Linked DNA regions of Mus musculus: region 2 is linked to region 1. A link is a contact called in public promoter capture Hi-C data. All regions are on one chromosome and are shown on one strand. The core of a region is the stretch at or near the end of the contact, and the rest is flanking DNA. Distances in the headings are between cores, read along the strand shown. Region 1 holds the start of Akap8l (A kinase (PRKA) anchor protein 8-like). Region 2 holds the start of Prrc2a (proline-rich coiled-coil 2A).

Region 1 (4,041 bases), core at 857-3,356:
GTCTTGGGGAAAGAGAAAACACAAATATAGAGACCGAGTCTTTGCCATCCTTCCTAAAGAGATTGTGTCCAATTAGATTTTTCCCACCCCTGGGGGTCCAGGGCCTTCTCAAGATGCTTAAATTTTAAGTACTAATGATTTAATAGCTGTCTATAAAAACCACTGGGGTGGGGAGTGCAACTGGAGAGATGGTTCAGTGGTCAAGAGTACTGCTCTTCCAGTGGGCCAGGACCCCAATCCCAGAAGCCATGGGGGTGGCTCATAATCATCTTTACCCTTAGTTTTATAGAGTTACAGGCGCTCACATGGCAGTGCACAGACACACACATTCAGGAAAAACACTCATATGAACAAAATTAAATAAACAAATTTATTAAAAAAAAAAAACACTGAAGGGTTGGAAATATGCTGCTCAATTGTGAGGACGAGAGTCAGATCCTAGAACCCATGTCAGGCGGCTCACTCACAACCCTCCGTTAACTCCAGTTTCAAGGGACCCATGTTCTCTTCTGGTCCCAAGGGGCACCTTCATACATGGCTGACACACTCACACAAACACATACATGTAGATGCAGACAGATACATGTAAATAAAGTAAAGTATGTTGTGGTGGAAGCCATACTATGCGCTTCAGGCTGCAGAGTTGCAGCCCTACCCTTTATCCACTAGATGTCAGTAGCACTGCATACCAGTCCCCCACCTCCACCCCCCCCCTGCCCATACACACATTATATAGATAAGACAAAACAGGACTCCAGATATTGCCAAATGTACCCCTGGGAGGTGTGAGGCAGGCAAAATCACCCTGGTTGAGAACCACTGGCCTAGAGGATGGTTGTTAAAAATCCCAAGGTTCTTGGCAAGCATTTGACCCAGGGGCTTAGGAGGACTGGCATAAAGCTCAGGTTCCATTGAAAGCCTTAAACATTCCAAACAGAATGTGGGTTATCCAGCAACCACTTAAGTTCAAGCCTGAAATACCTCCAGTAAAGTGGGAGGCACTGTCTGTGGCACTGACTGATAAGTTTCATTGGCAAACCCAGGGAGCCTTGGCAACTAACTCACTCAAGAATGATTCTACAGTCACTCAAGCATATTCCACACCCCTCACCATGCTCCTCACCCACCTTCCTCTTTGCTCAAATATCACTGATCTAAGTAGGTAGGCGGTTCCAGCCCAGTATGTTTTACAGCGACAGCTATCTTTACTCTTTCCTATTTTGCTTACATCTCTTCTTAAACGTCACCCTTCCCAGAGGCTTCAAAGCTCTCCGTGTAATGGCTGAATCTCTTCAGGATACCCAAGACCCAAAATAATATATTTATTGTATTTTGTCTGTCCTCGCCTATAAGATGCTTAAGAAATTCTTGTCAGCATTCAGTGTCTATTCAGCACCTGATTCGGTAAGTTGAGTGGAAAGTAGTCATTCGTCACCAGGGTTCAAGCTTGCTCTCTAAAGCTCCCTGCAACGGTTCAGAGCCTTCATATAGATTTACAGATTCTCACCGCCCCCTGGGGGAGTGAGGTAGGGGAGGTTGGCTCTCCCCCCCTCCCGCTTTATACCAGATGAAGTGGGGGGAGTGCCATGAGTAAGGGTCTGCGACGTTTTGCACAGAAACTGCTCAAGGGAGGCAATGGCGACAGCAGCCGCCCCAACGGACTGATCTCAGAAGCTCAGGCCTGAGAAGCGACGTCTTAGACGTGGGTGTCCGTGGGGCACTAGCCAGGGAATGACGAACGGAGGTGCGGGAAGCCTGAACCTAACGTTGAGGCCCAAGACCTACGGTCACAGAAGACACAAGCAAATCCTTGAGTAGCCAGGAGAGTCCAAGATGCCCGGCTGAGGTCAGTGAGAGCCGAAGCTTGAGGGATGCGACCCCGAAGGGAAGAGCCTAAGACGCCATTTTGTGACCACAGAGGGCAATGACCACGACACTACAAGAGGAGATCCTAGCATGACTCAGCCCGTCCTGACGCCCCGGCCCAGAGCGCTGCCTTCACCCTGTTGGGCCTACCTGTGTAGCTCATGGCCGCAGAGAACACCCGAGCCGTGGACACAGACCGCTACTCTGCGCGTCTGACGCCACAACAATCCCTGGGGTCCTTCCACACACGCTCCAGCCCCGCCTCCTTATCTCATTGGCTTCTGCAAACCTCGGACTTCACGCCTATTGGTTTCGCTACCTGTCTATTTTTACACCTCTTCGTGACAGTGGTTGGAGATACTGCCAACCCCCGACGACCCCGCCTTACTCTCCGCCTCCTGTTAACAAAAACCTGCGCCAATAGGCCAAGGGGAGAAGATGGAAAGGTTCGAAGGGGCGGAGCTGCATGCAACCTAGAGGTCCGAGCCCACGCGTGTGCTCGCCTGGTGTGTGCGAGCGAGACACTTGCCAGCGTGAGCAGAGACGACCGTCTTGCGCCCCGCCACTGAAATGAAGTCAAGAATGGTAAAGCCATGTTGAAAGGAGAAAATTAGTATCTAACTGCTAAACAAGGTCCTGACAAACGTTATGTGAGATAACGTTAAAACAAACGAAGAAGGCCATGTGTAGTAGCTGACTTCTGTAACCCCAGAATACCGGAGCCTGAGACAGAATGACTCGAGTTTGAGGTCAGATTATACTATATGAATTCTAAGCCACTCTGGGTTCCAGTGAGTCCCCGTTTCAAGGAGGGGTAAAGAATTAGGGCCAGTTTCACAAAGTAAATAGTAAATATTATTTTCTTATTAATCGTTACATAACAATTAATAGTGTTTGTAAGGATATAGCTTGGTGGAAAAACATTTTATCCTAGCATGTACAGAAGGCCTTATGTGAGCTCTCCAACTGCAAAATAAAGATGCTTTTGAAAATTTTATGTGTATTAGTGTTTTGCTTGCGCGTGTCTGTGTGAGGGTGTCAGATCACCTGAACTGGAGTTTCAGACAGCCCTGAGCTGCCATGAAGGTACTGGGAATTGAACCTGGGTCCTCTGGGAAAACAGCTAGTGCTCTTAACTGCTGAGCCATCTCTCCTGCCTCTCAAAAACCACTTTAAAAATAACTGTTTATGTGTATGCTATTTGTTATACAAGTAGTATATCTCAATGTATCATATATTATTGCAAATGCTTGACATAAGAACCTATGTTCAATGCTCAGCTCCACAAAACGAAAAATGTAACCCAGTACCAGCCTTGTTCTAAGCACTATGCCTGGCTCCTCCTGGCTGTGTGGAAAGTCACCATGGGAGGTATCCTTGGAAGAACCCTAAAAATAAAACAATGGATAAACTACAGCAAGCTCTGCTTCTATGATTCATGTACCTTCTTATGGTTTTGAGAAATGTTAAAGTAGGTGTTCTATTGGTATTAAGGAATGTTTATCAATTCTTTTTAGGCTTATGTATTTGTTTTGCTTGAATATATGTCTATGCAACTACATGCACCCCCAGTGCCTGAGGTGGTCAGAAGAGGGTACTGGATACCCTGGAGTTACTGTGAGCTGCCATGTGGGTGCTGGGAACCAAATCCAAGTTCTCTGTAAGAGCAGTGTGTGTTCTTTGCCATTGAGCCACCTCTCAGTTCTTGTTAGCAGTTTCTTTAGGGGTAATAACAATGGCATTCTTTAAAAGGCCTAGATCCTTCAAAGAAACATACTGAAATAGTTGATATGATAGCCAAAACTGTTCTTCACAATTTAGTTGGGGCAGGGGAGGTAGAGAAGTATAGATTAGGCTGTTGCTGTGATTAAAAGGGCTTGTTTTTACCATTTGTCCAGATACAATGTCCTGACGATAATTTCTCCCCACTTTTGCAAAAGAAAGCCAGTTGCAGTGGACCATGTGCATGTGACCCGGGAACATGCGACATAAGTCCGCTTTATGTGTACTGCCTCTTTGGAGTGCCATACTTTCTGGAATCCTAGATAAAGTACAGCCCCATGATATCTCTAGATCCTGCAGTTTACTTTGTAGCACTTGGTGTGATTTCACCCAAGGTCTTGTTTAATTTCTGATGTCCTCACAGGTTGAGCTTAGCCTAAAAGTTAAGATTGT
Region 2 (4,004 bases), core at 618-3,117, 2.8 Mb after region 1:
GGGTCCTGCAGGCACCTCCCCCAAAACGAGCCGGTGCCTGTGGGCCAGACAGTAGGCAGTTCAGGTTCTGCCCCTTTCAGACAAAAGCTTAGAAGCTCTCTGCATTCTCTTTAGGGCCCAAATACTTGGTTCTCTGGCTTGTGTAAAACACTACAGTCTCTTAAGCAACCACCATCCACTTGGCTTCCACAGCCCCCTTCCCCCTGACATATCCCAACAAAGAAAACCAAGTAGCAACCTAGTATCTTACCCATCTATCCTTTGTGCCATTTAGAAATGGCAACTAATCTTACACTCCTCCAAAATAATTTCAGAGACATACGATTAAATTGAACAACCAAGTCAAAGCCCCAGAGAAAACCAGAATGAGGTACACAACTCTATCGAGCAAGTACAAGAACTTCAGATTGTCAACCTATTAGACACCAGCTCCCTAATCACGCCCCAGGGCCCTGTGTCCCAGGTTTCATTCCCAGCAGCCTTAAGTCCCATCTGGGAGGTTTGAAGGAAGGTATGCTGGGAGCTTAAGGATTTTTATGAGCTTGCTCTCAGACCAGGAGCTGGTGCCAGACTAAGCCTTACTAAACAACAGGGGCTCCACAGAACCCCTGGATGCAAAATATTCCATCTATTCCTTACATAGCCCCCACACAGGCTCTTGGAAACAATTCTGCTGGCAGAAAAAAACAAAAAAACAAAAAACTAGTGGACCCCATGTAAAACTGAGGAAAACCACAGCATGACGGAGCTACCTCGACAACACCCTGTAACCATGGGCCAGGCAGCAGAGGCCAAACCCAGAACCAACTACCATTTTTATCCTCATCCAGTCTCTTCATAAGCAGTCATTTGTTCCCCTAACAGCCCTTACTCCTCAGGCAGGAAAAACTCTACATCTGAATCCATCCTCGAGTGACCGGGCATTCATTTGTGGGTGGGAACAGTGTGAAAAAGAGATGGAAGATAGCAAGAAAGCATGCAGGCCTAGGATGAAAGCCAAAATCGGGGAGAGAACTAACTTTACCACAAGCCAGAGAAAAGAAGACAGGGGTTGCTCTCTAGGCACTTAAGGAAGGCAATCTGAAATCTACCATGAAAGGGGGAGAAAGCAGAAAAACCGTAGAGCAGACAGATTTCAACTGCTAAAGAGAGAATCAAGCAGAAAGCAGGGAGGGAAGCAGGAACGGCTGAGGAAGGCTGACAAGGGGCAGTGTCAGGGGAGCTCAGAAGAAAAGAGGGAAGAGGAGGAGATAGGGCCATGGGGGGAAAAGGGAACGCAGAGGCTTGGGGGACGCAGAAAGGCGAAGATGCTGGCCGAAAGCGGGGCTCCAGAACCAGAGTGACTCGACGCAAAGACCAAGAAAGACCGGGAGCCATAGCGCCGGGTGGCAGCAAGGGCTCCAGAAACACCAAGAGCCCCTCAAAGGGTAGGTCTACAGGCGGCGGAGGGGCCCCGGGCCGGCCGAGGGGCCGAGGGCGCGACGCGAGCAGGAACCGCGGCCTGGAGCGCGGTCGTGCCCTGAGGAGCAGGCTGCTGGGCCGCGGCCGCCCCCAGCCCTCCACAGCGGCCTGGGAGCGGCCGGCGCAGGCCGAGGGGGAGGGGCAGGCCGGCGGCAGGAGGACAAGATGGCGGCGGCTGATGGCAGCTTCTCCCCCGGCCCGCCGCCGCCGCTGCCGCCGCCCCGCGCCGGAAAGGGCGTCAGCGCCCAGCTCGCCCAGACTCACCTAGCCGGGTGCGTGGGGGTCCGGGACCCGGGCTCAAAGGCTTCCCGGGGCGGATGGCGGCGGGGCGGGGGCGGATGGCGGCGGATGGCGCCGCGCTCGGCTCCTCCCGTCTCCCTCGCTCACTCCGCGGCTGGGCTCCGACTAACGGCCCATCCGGGCAACCGCCGCCCCCGGGAACACCCCCCACCTCCCGCCTCCCTCCGCGGCTGGGCACGCCCCCTTATTTGCATAGGGGGCGGAGCCCTTACTCTCCGACCCCTCCGCTCTTCAGGGCTGTCCCTACTTTAAAAAAATAAAGGCAGTGTGTGGAGGATATTTGCATAAAGGGGAGGGACTTACAGACGCTAGGACGCCGGTTGGCTAGGGAGACGTCTTGGCGTCGGCAGTTGAGACGCGTAGACCGGGCGGAATGCGAGGCCGTTGGGGCGCAGAATTTACACGACGGATGGTGGGAGAAAAAGGATGCGCATGCGTAGTTGGTCCGCGGACGGCTGGGAGCCGAGAGACACGCAGGGAAGGGATGCTAGGCCCCGGTCACTCTCAGCGGAGAAGACGGAAAGAACTGCGACGAATGGAAGGGATTAGTTAGTCGAGGGCGGAGTTACATAGACCCTGGAAGAATTTCAGGTCTGGTGTCCATTCGTGAGAGGTAAACGCGTCAGGGAGGCGGGGCTTTCCAGTTATCAAATCACGTCATGCAAATGAAGTGGATAGGCAAGCCAATCAAAGGGTCCAGAGGAGTGTATCATTGACTTTCTTCGAGTAGGCGTTCTTCGAATGGTTCTGGGTATTTGCATAATATATGCAAACAATTTGAACAAAGGCAAGGAATGACCTACTCTTCCAAATTTTAGCAGCGACTAACTACGGCGGATATTTGACATTTAATTTTTATGCTCAATAGTTTTAAAAACTGTTTTTATAATTAATGTTCCTTCAACAATGAGTTTCAGCTTTAAAGGTCGTACTACTTCCCCTCTTTGTTTCTTAGTACTTGACTGTAGAAATCTTTGCCTCTCACCACACTTACACTTACTCAACATTTTCCTGTGAATTTTTATGTATATTGGTGGGTGCTCACTGGCCTTTACAAACCAGAGGTTGACGTCCAGAGGGCTCGCGCAAACACTTTATTTTTTGAGACATTCTTTTCATCTTTCAGTGAATCTTGATACTTGGATGGCTGAGCTCAGATTCCATATGGACTGGCCAAAGAGCTTGAGATCTTTCTATCTCTGCATCCCGGTGCTGAAGTTACAGACAGGAGTGATCTGCCCAGCCTGGACATGAGTACAGGAGGTCCAAACTTAGGTCCTCATGCTTGTTAGCAAGCATTTCATCCGCTGAGCCATTTTCCTAACTCTAGAAACATTTATTTGTTTTTATTTTATTTGTATGCATATCTACATATATGCATATGTACCAAGTGGGTTCCTGGTGCCACCTGGGTTCTTGGTTCCTGTACCAAGAGGAGTTCAGATCTCTTTGAACTGGAATTACTGGTGATTGTGAGTTCCCAGATGTAGGTGTTGGGGATCGAATCCAGGTCCTCTGAAAGAACAGCAAGTGCTGAGCCATCTCTCCAGTGGTCATCAGTAACAGTTTGAAGTACCAGAGACATGCATGGGATATTGTAGAGGCAGAGGAATAACCTGACTGTCCTGGTGGGAGCAGGTTAAAAGATATATGGGGAGAGAGAGTAGGGGGGGAGGGAGAAAGAAGCACTTGGCGTCCGCCGTAGTTCCAGTGCTGTAGAGGCGAGAGACGGATGGATCCCCTAGGACTCACTGGCCTGCCGCCACACTCTCATAGGTAGGTCAAGGCCATGAGAGAAGAGAGAACTCATCTCAAAACCACACACACAAAACCAAGGTGGGCATGATCTGGGAAATGGCAGCCAAGGTTGCTCTCTGGCCTCCATATGTACCACCCCCCCACACACACACACAGAGCAATATTAGTCCATTTTGAGACACATTGAAACTGAAATGCTGATGGGTGTCAAGGTCTGAAGGATGCTAGGCACACCTGGAAGCTGCAATTCCAGTTGCTGCCAAGGGTTGAAGTATCCCTATCCTATCCCTACCTACACAAGAGTTACATGAGAGTTTTACACCAGAGGGCGCCATTGCTGCAAGATATAGCTCAGGTACTGGAGAGTAGAGGCAAACGTTTGCAGGTCTGTGCCTAGCTGATGTAGGTAAATCAAAGAATCACTTATCCAATAGGGGCAATGAAGATGAAAAGTGAACAGGACACAGTTAAGAGTTAGCATGTGG

What was found. Promoter capture Hi-C pulls out the DNA fragments that hold promoters and counts their contacts.
Region 2: a promoter capture Hi-C map of liver shows a contact between it and region 1, with 2.8 times the contacts expected there. The contact joins the promoter of Prrc2a here to the promoter of Akap8l in region 1. A contact is called at or near these places in 2 of 39 promoter capture datasets (hippocampal neurons and liver) and 1 of 115 datasets of contacts at active chromatin or transcription factors (astrocytes).

Annotation. Positions count from the first base shown.
Region 1 is chr17:32,348,471-32,352,511 of GRCm38.p6, forward strand. It overlaps Akap8l (A kinase (PRKA) anchor protein 8-like), which reads right to left and starts at 2,107. Exons shown (of 14, transcript NM_017476.2): 1 at 2,017-2,107. The coding sequence starts at 2,029.
Region 2 is chr17:35,163,010-35,167,013 of GRCm38.p6, forward strand. It overlaps Prrc2a (proline-rich coiled-coil 2A), which reads right to left and starts at 1,868. Exons shown (of 31, transcript NM_020027.3): 1 at 1,726-1,868; 2 at 1-37.